Linked DNA regions of Sus scrofa: all the other regions are linked to region 2. A link is a contact called in public promoter capture Hi-C data. All regions are on one chromosome and are shown on one strand. The core of a region is the stretch at or near the end of the contact, and the rest is flanking DNA. Distances in the headings are between cores, read along the strand shown.

Region 1 (2,908 bases), core at 300-2,799, 710 kb before region 2:
CAAGGAGCTCTGAGTAGTCAGAGAGAAGGGTGGAACAGTAAACACGGGACTGCAGTGAAAACACTTTAGATTAAAATAAGTCAATATCTGCTGCTGATAAGTCTACTAGGTTAAAACCAATTTAAGTGGGAAGAAAGCCACATGTGGGCTGTAACCTGAAGAACAGAAAGGTGGAGAAAAGATAGCAAGTCTCCTCCAACAAACTATCTACAACTGTGTCCTTCCAGAGGTTCAAAGACTGTAAGGAAACATTCTCTTGGTAAGTCATACAAACTCTCGGTACATAGTGTAGGTTAATTGAATGCATCTTGTCATGGTTACCAAAGGGGCTTCATTTAGAAAATCTAGTTATTAAGTAGGATGGGCAAGGAGTTTTAAAATACCAGCACTAAGAAATTCATATAATCAGGAGTTGTGTTTCTTTCAGTTAATGAGAGACCTTGTTGTTCACCAAAGTTTTCACCCAGTCAAGGGTCTGAAGATTAAAGGCATTCTCTAGATTCCAGTTATGCGAGAACAGGGAGCAGACCTAAATTTCCATGGATTTCAATTCGCTTGCTCTTTACTAGCCAATTTTCTCAATCCCCAGGGTCGGGGTACTATATCAGCAAACGGACTCAGGACTTAGGTACTTGATGAAGCGACCCCAAGATGAGTGGAAGCAGCACTGTTTCAGTGGGCTGCTCTGTTGCCCTTTGAATACTCTCCTCGCTTACCGCTCTTCTGCCTCTCAAGTCATCACACTTGTACCTCTTTCCACACCTTTGGTGGACATCTCTCATCAACTTCCCAGCCCTCTCATTCCTCTTGTTTTTCAGCAGGCCCCTAACATCTGCCTGGTCTCCTCTTCTGGGACGCGCATACCCACCTAGACAAGCCAGCTTCTCACCACTGCTACCCCACTCCGCGTCACCCACCCAGCCCTCAATTCCCATATCCCTCCGGGTCCAGCCCTAGCTGTTCACCTGGTCCTCGCCCCGCAACCGTGGCCGGTCCCCCAGCAGCCCGTCGGCATCATCACTGGAGGGGTCCTCGCTGCCCCCGTAACCCAGGACATGAGGGCAGCCGCGGAAGGCGAAGTCCTCGAGCTCGCGGAGGAGTCGCTGCTGCTCCGCAGGCGCCCCACGCACCACCTGCCGCAGGCGGAACTGCACCTGAGCAAAATGGGAGGACAGAGCGAGCAGCGCCGAGTCCAGCCGCCGCCGCTCGGCCCGCAGCCGCCGCAGCGTCCGGTCCGGGGAGTCGGGCGCGGAGCCCGTGGCCGCGCAGGGCTCCTCGGCCGCCACCTCTTCGGAGAACGCAGCCGCTCCGGGTCCGGCCTCCGCCACCGCCCCCACTGGCGCCCAGCGCACCGCCTCGCATGGCGACAGCGACTCCTCTTCCTCCTCCTCTTCGTCCTTCGCTCTTGGGCCAACGGCCGCCACCCCCGTTACCGGCTCAGCAGCCGCTTCGACGGCCGCCATCTTCCAGGAAACTCCGCTGCACGTCAGCCGCGCCCCCTGCTGCCATGGCAACGGCGCGCAGGTTGCAAGCCTGGAGGAACGTGTGGGCGGGGCTCAGACGTACAGCTTTCGGACGTCACCCTGGGCGGGCCTTCCCTTGGGATTTAATACTGGCCCAAAATTTATTGATCGCCTGCTGTGCATCCGGCATTTAGTGTACTAAGCGTTGAAGAAACAGGTGAATGAAGCCGGGGCAAGTCCTTTCCTGTGTATAGACTCTGGTCCTTGCCCTGGTCCGGGCGGGCGGGTAGTCTATTCCAAACGTGTGCATTTCTGGAGATCCCAAGATGTGAAGGGCTGCAAGGACTGTCCGCTCACAGAGTCTCTTGGGAGTGCAGATCCCTGGCTGTAGGGCCACGTTCCCCGTTCCTCTAAACTCTTTCCCCGACCATATAAGGAGAGGCAGCTGCTGGGGCCGTCCCCAGGATCTAAAGATAGCAGCCCCTGCCCTGGACTCTAAGCTGCGACCGGGCAGCGGCAGCCGCCATGGCACGGTAAGTGCTTCTATAGCCGCCCGTTTCCCTGGAGATTCTTTGCCCCACGTTTTCTAGGCGCTCCAGGTTCTGCAAGGTCCCAGGGGAACCTCGGAGCCCAAGTCTCTGTAAGCTTGTGGTAGTGAGGGCAAGTGTGAGCTGTATGTTCTTCATAAGTCCCTACCTTTCTGCTCTCGCACTTTCGATTTTCCCCAGGTCCACCCTCACCGCACATGACCCCTCCTGTCACTCCCCTTACACCCCCTTCTGTCTGATTTAGCTCCAGTTTGTGCTAAAGCATAAAACATCCCTTCCTTGTATTTTCCCCTCCTTCCGCCCTTCCCAAATGCCCTCAGTCTTCCCTCTCCCACCCCTATGAAGCCCCACCTCAACTCCTCTTCAGGCAGCATGCCCGGACCCTGTGGTACGACAGGCCCAAGTATGTGTTCATGGAGTTTTGTGTTGAGGACAGCTCCGATGTCCACGTGCTCATCGAAGACCACCGCATTGTGTTCAGGTAATGGCCCCCGACGCTAGAGGGCCTGGCTTCCCGAGAACCTTCCCCTTCTCCTGATGCCCCCGTATTCATCCTCCCACATCTTCTCAGCTGCAAGAACCCAGATGGAGTGGAGTTTTACAATGAGATTGAGTTCTATGCCAAGGTGAACTGCAAGGTAAGGGTGGAGTGGGACAGTACAGGCTGGTGGGAAGGCTGCCTGGGAAACCAGAGATTCATTCTAAATCTCAGACCCTAAAAACGAGGCTATCTGGCAGGACTCTCAGGATAAACGCTCTGGCCGCTCCATCACTTGCTTTGTGAGGAAATGGAAGGAGAAGGTGGCCTGGCCCCGGCTCACCAAGGAGGATATCAAGGTGGGTGTGCGGGAAGCGGCAGCTCTTTCTCCTGTGCTGTGTACCCAGGTACCCAGGATA
Region 2 (2,908 bases), core at 215-2,714:
ATACCCCAGGGCCCTGTTGCTGTCTCTAGGAGGGCAAAGGTGCCAACCAATCCACTTGGCACCACATTCACGCCACCAGGGGCCCCAGGGATGAGGCAGAAACCGTAATGAGTCACTATGGGCCCGTCATACCCACCCTCCCCCTCACCTGGTCACAGCCACAGACTCAGACACGATATGTGGGAGGGACAGAGCCCTGACTCAAGTCCACCTCCAGCCCTGCCAAGGTGACCCACAGGACTCCCCACTAATTCTGCATTAACCAATCCTGTGCCTGTTGCAGGCTAGGAACAGCAGGGTCTGGAAGAAGTGCTGTCACCAGCCAGAACCTACTAAGAATCCCACTCTGCCCCATCCCCTTTGCTCTCTTAAGCTCTCTCTTCTTTCTTAGCTTTCACTTCTCTGACAATCACTGAAGGGGTTGGTGGTATGGACGTTGTTAGAGGCACCCTGGTGACCAAATGGAACCAGGTGTGGGCAAGTTGTCCTGGACAGGTTGCAAGGTCCATTCTCCAGCTCAGGCTCCAGGGTATGTTTGGTGTTGGCTGGTGTCATAGGAACAATGCCCACAGCTGCCTCCGGGTGAGCTAGTATTCCATTCAGGTGCTGAGTAGTATCTCTGGGGGTGAGATGCAGAAGCAGAGGAGCTGTGTTGGGGGGGTTGGGGGTGAGCAGAAGTGGTCCTAATCCATACTGAGGGGAGCAGGGAAAAAAAAAAAAAAAAGCCCTGATCCATGTGAAGGGCAAAGCGGGGGCAAACAGAAGTGGGTCCAGTTCACTGGATGGGAAGTGTCTGGCTCTGTGCTTGGAGTTAAGAGACAAGAGCTGGAACTGGTTGAGGGTGGGGAGAGACAGGGGCAGAGTCGGTTCCGGTTGAGCCAAAGGCAGAGGGTCCTAGTTTACTGCTGGGCAGTGGCAGGGGCTCTCCCTTTGATCTTACCCAGTAGTCTCCAGAAAGCCCTTACTATAGCGTTTCCATAATCTTCCCCATATCAAAATGTCCCCACCCGTGGGGCTCCCAGAACTGACTTGGCCCAAAAGCGCAGACACGGGCTCCTCCAGTCTAGCGAGTGCTCAGGACTGGTCCACGCGGCCTTACGTGCATATTCATTCACATCATGTTTTTCCTTTCCCAATTCTGCACACACAGCCTCCTACCCTCTTGCAACGCTCCGCCACCCGCCTCCCCTCGGGGTGCCTGGAACCCGCGATGACGCGATCGGCAGGCCTGCCCTTAAAAAGTTCCCGGCCGGGCTCCGCCTAGCCGACATCGGGCTCCACCCTAAGCCTGTCTCAGGCGGCTCCTCCTGGAGCTACGCACTACAATTCCCGCCGTCCCTTGCGTGCGCTCTCCCACCTCTCCCGCGCTCCCCGCCAGCCCCGCCTGTGAATCGGCCAAGAGTGCCTCCCATTGGCTTCGCCGCCCTGTCAGTCACCTGGGTATTGAGGGGCGGGTCGGAGGTGGAGATCCGGATCCGGAGCGGCTGAAAGGCGGAAGTGGAGGCCGGAGCCTGGGACACCGCCGGGGGGAGAGGAGCGGAGCCTGTCCGAGCCCCGGCCTCAAGTAACGCCACCGCCCCGGAGCCACCGTGAGTGTGCCTGTCCCGGGACCCAGTGTCTCGCTCGCGTTGAAACCTCTCCGGGGCAGCCCCTCCTCCCGCCCGGCCCCGGCTTGGGGGGATACTGACCCCTCCCCCGACCCGTAGCCCCCTCTTAAGGGGCTCCCCAGGCGTCGAGCCAGAGCGGGGGCCGGGGGGGCTCTTCTTTCCTTCCCTTACTTGCCCTTCGTAACCCTTGGGAAACCCCTGTGGCTCTCCTCTGGCCTGTCCAGCCCGGTGGTGGGAGGGAGAGACCCTAAGTTTCGCTCCCTCTCCTCCTAGAATTGGAGGAATCTTTGTCAGGTGTGAAGGAGCCTGTCCGACTTCTCTTTTAGAGGTAGCCAGAAGTGTTGTCTGTCGCTGTTTTCCTTTACCCCGTCCCACAAAAACTGTTGTCCCTCCAGCCCTAGAGGAATTTTATCTTGATATCCTGAGGCTGGGGCGGGGTGTGGGGGGGGTGGTCCTGGGTGAGACCGCTCCCACAACTCCTTACTTCCTCTCTTTCCTCAAGCTAGACAGCCACCCAGGATCCTAGCAGAGTTTAAAGTCAGGGTCACTCTTTAGGAATGCCTTGTCTTCTCCTCGGCTTGCTCCCCTCTGCCCCAGCCCCGTCCTCTAGTTATGGTGTTCTCTGGTTGTGTCGTTCCCTGAGTGTATCGCTTTTCCTGCCTCTGAACAATTTAGCTGAGGTTTGCTCAATCCTAGCTACAGATCACACAGATCAGAGTGGATCTGCCCATTCATTATCATCTCTCTCCCCTTCTCCTCCCCCCTTGCTGGAGTCTCAACCGGGTCCTCCCAGAGCACGCGAGTGGTTCCAAGCTACCTCAGAGGGACTGCTCGTCCTGGGACTGGTGTCCGTTGGTCTTTAGAGAGGAGGAAAAAGACCAAAAATAAGGAGTCTGGAATTGAGGAGTGCTAGGCTCTTTCCCACTGCTAAACACACACTCACCTCCCTGATCAACAGGTCATGCCACTTCTAGTCCTAGGGTCTATTTCCATTCCTTTCTGGACTTGATCAACTCAGTTGTAGATTGCAGAGGATTAGGTGGAGATCACAGTGGCACCTCTGGGTTCTTCATGTGCTAATTTTTAGTGTAACCCAAGGAATTCCCACACCCGAAAGTGCTGATTCTCCCCAGCTTTTCCTAGAGACAGCTGGTTCTGACATCTGATCCTTGTCCATTGCTTGAAACTTAGGTGTGTGAAATGGCTGCTGTCTCAGACCAGGCTGGGAGGTTCTTTGTTATGTGGCCAAAGTACAGGCCTGAGACTGTACCTTAATGAGAGCAGCCTGACTCTGAGGCCAT
Region 3 (2,700 bases), core at 71-2,570, 520 kb before region 2:
CTAACAAGAGCTTCCACATCCACTTTTTCTGGGGCCTTCCTCTTTTTCCTTTAAGACCGCACCTGCAGCATATGTAAGTTCCCAGGCTAGGGGTCAAATTGGAGCTGTTGCTCCCAGTCTACACCACGCAGGATCTGAGCAGCATCTGGGACCTACATCGCAACTCACAGCAACACGGGATCTTTAACCCACTAAGCGAGGCCAAGGATCAAACCCACGTTCTCATGGATACTCACTGGGTTTCATAAGGTACTGAGCCACGACAAAAAAAAAAAAAAAAAAAAAAAAAAAAAAAAAAAAGAACTCCCGCGTTGCCATGAGCTATGGTATAGGTCACAGACTCTGATCGGATCTGGTGTTGCTGTGGCTGTGGCCGGCAGCTGTGGCTCCGATTTGACCCCTAGCCTGGGAACCTCCATAGGCCACAGGTGCCGCTTTAAAAAGATAAAAAAAAAAAAAGGAATTCCTTTTTTTGGGGGAGGGGGGTTTTCTAACCCACTGTGAGGTGGACCAGCTCAGAGCTGATGGGGTCCCTCTGGGATGAGAGGTAGAAAGACTATAAGGAACCCCAAGAGAAAAGAGAGGGGAATTTAGGGGAGCCAACTAAGTTTGGGGCCTAGCCTGTGGGAAAGGGACCCTGTTCACTGACCTCTCTCTTCCTTTCCCCTAGCCACCCTCCCACAGCCACTGGGTACTTACCTTCTAAATTTAAGTAATCTGGGGTGGGAAAATGCTGAGCCAGGGACTCCTGGGGCTTCAGGACAGCTGTGGGCAGAAAAGAAAGAGAGCAATGAGCGGTCGGATGGGGATCTGGGCGGTGGAGCCTGGAGGAGGGGGGGTTGTGGGTTGGGGGCCGAGACTCTTGGAAATCAGGGCTACTCTCAGAAGAGAAAGAGGAGTAAGGCAGGCCCCCACCGGGTGCCCGGAAGAAAGGGGCTGCACCAATTCCTTCCCACTCATACCCAAACCCCCTGCCTCCACATCAGCCCCAGACCTCCCAAGACCTCTCGGAGGGGCCCTGGCACCCCAGCTTTCGCCAAGTGGGAAGCAGCCCGCGCGGCGTCCTCACCGAGGCGGGGCCGTCCGAAGGGCAGCGCTGTCCGCACCCGCACCCCGGGGCCGTTCCGGCCTCGGCCGTCCAGCCCCCCTCCCCTCCAGGGCCTCCCGCGCCTCCTGCCCGGGCCCCGGGGCGCTGCGCTCACCGCCCAGCAGCAGGAGGAGGCGGAGCGCTGCCGGTCGCCCGGCGCGGGTCGCGGGGAGCCGCGGGCCCCCGGCGGCGCGCTCCGCTCGCAGCGAGGCCATCGCGCGGCGAGCAGGCGAGGAGGGGCGGCGGCGCTGAGCCGGGCGCTGGCGGGGGCGCCAATATCCTCGTCCCCAGCCGCAGGAAGCCGCGCCGCTTCCTCGCAGGGGCTGGGACGGCTGCGGCCACGTGGGGGGCGGGGGCGACGCCCGGGGCCCGCGGGCTGGAGGGGGAGTCGCTGCCCCACCCGGCCCTGGCGCCCGCCTGGCCGGCGTTGGCCCACCCTTTCCTCCAGTTCACCCCGTGTGGCTGGACAGCTCCCCTCGTAACCCCAGAACCGGGATCATTTCCTCGGCTCTGCTGCATGGCGCCCAGGCCTCGCCGGGGTCTCCCAGCATCCGCTCCCCGCTCCCCGCACTCTAGTCGCCCTTTCCCTTTCTCCGCGAGTTTGTGGGGGGAGTGTTGGGGGAGGAGGGTGTGGGGAGAGGGAGGGGGCTGGGAGCTCAGAGGGCCTCTCTCGACGCCTCAGTATCTAAGGCTGGGGGTTGGGGTTGTCCTGGGCCGTGGGGGAAGGGGCGCCTTGAGCTGGGCTCCGCGTTCCCTTTCCCTGGGAACACCCACTGCTGTCGGCCTGCCTGCCAAAACCGGGGAGGAAAAGAGGGAGCCAGCCCTTCCGAGTCGGGAGAAGGCCTGGGGATGGGGGTAGAGGGGAAACCAAAGCCCATACCCTCCCTTTGAGGCAGTCCCTGGGCCCTAGACCCACAAAGCAGATTGAGGGCAGGGGCAAAAGTAAGACTACTCCCCCCGCAAGGAGAAAATAGCCACAGCCCTTCAAGGCCAAGGTTGTGAGAAAGGAAGAGTTTAGACTAGAACCTACAATGTGTGGCTTCATTCATGAGATGGGTGCATAATTTACAGAGGAGGAAGCTAAAGCTCAGAGGAAAGCCCAGAACTTGAGTTCAGCCCCGGGAGTCCTGCCTTCCCGCTTTCCAGCTCTATAGCCTGGAATGACATCAGTTACCATCAAGAATTCTCTGATCCCTTCTGTGTGAACGTGGGACTAAATCATAGTGAGGGTGACACTTGTGAAAGGGCACTGAACTCAGCAGACACTGGTTTCCTTTCCTCTTTTCCTAAGGACTTGCTTAAGGTCGCTCTTCTGAGAAGCAGGAAGGCTGAGCCTGGGGCCCCAGCGGCTGTGACTTCTGCCACACCACAGCTGTCTCCGTGTCCTGAGCCAGAGCTTCATTAGTCTGAAGCAGCGGAGGATCCCAGGAGCTGCCTTGGCCATGACGTTCAACTCCAGACACAGCTGTCAGCACCAAACTTTCCTAAATTACTCCCAGACACTGACCCTTGGACTCAGCTGCTGCTGTTGTCCCAGTTTACTGATTCCTGCCCACCACAAATTATCTGTCACGATCTCTCTTCAAATCTTTATCTCAGGGTCTTAGGCTCTT

The links. Promoter capture Hi-C pulls out the DNA fragments that hold promoters and counts their contacts.
Region 1: a promoter capture Hi-C map of fetal skeletal muscle shows a contact between it and region 2, with 9 times the contacts expected there. The contact joins the promoter of RUNDC1 here to the promoter of RAB5C in region 2. A contact is called at or near these places in 2 of 5 promoter capture datasets (fetal skeletal muscle and liver) and 1 of 47 Hi-C or Micro-C datasets (liver).
Region 3: a promoter capture Hi-C map of fetal skeletal muscle shows a contact between it and region 2, with 4 times the contacts expected there. The contact joins the promoter of RAMP2 here to the promoter of RAB5C in region 2. A contact is called at or near these places in 1 of 5 promoter capture datasets (fetal skeletal muscle), 1 of 47 Hi-C or Micro-C datasets (heart right ventricle) and 1 of 2 datasets of contacts at active chromatin or transcription factors (alveolar macrophages).

The regions. Positions count from the first base shown.
Region 1 is chr12:19,907,439-19,910,346 of Sscrofa11.1, forward strand. RUNDC1 (RUN domain-containing protein 1) reads right to left here and starts at 1,550. Exons shown (of 5, transcript XM_021066967.1): 1 at 966-1,550. The coding sequence starts at 1,463. PTGES3L (putative protein PTGES3L) reads left to right here and starts at 1,599. Exons shown (of 7, transcript XM_021066969.1): 1 at 1,599-1,996; 2 at 2,379-2,492; 3 at 2,583-2,649; 4 at 2,750-2,848. The coding sequence starts at 1,989.
Region 2 is chr12:20,612,527-20,615,434 of Sscrofa11.1, forward strand. It overlaps RAB5C (RAB5C, member RAS oncogene family), which reads left to right and starts at 1,465. Exons shown (of 6, transcript NM_001244254.1): 1 at 1,465-1,589.
Region 3 is chr12:20,093,106-20,095,805 of Sscrofa11.1, forward strand. It overlaps RAMP2 (receptor activity modifying protein 2), which reads right to left and starts at 1,321. Exons shown (of 5, transcript NM_214082.1): 1 at 1,203-1,321; 2 at 700-765. The coding sequence starts at 1,302.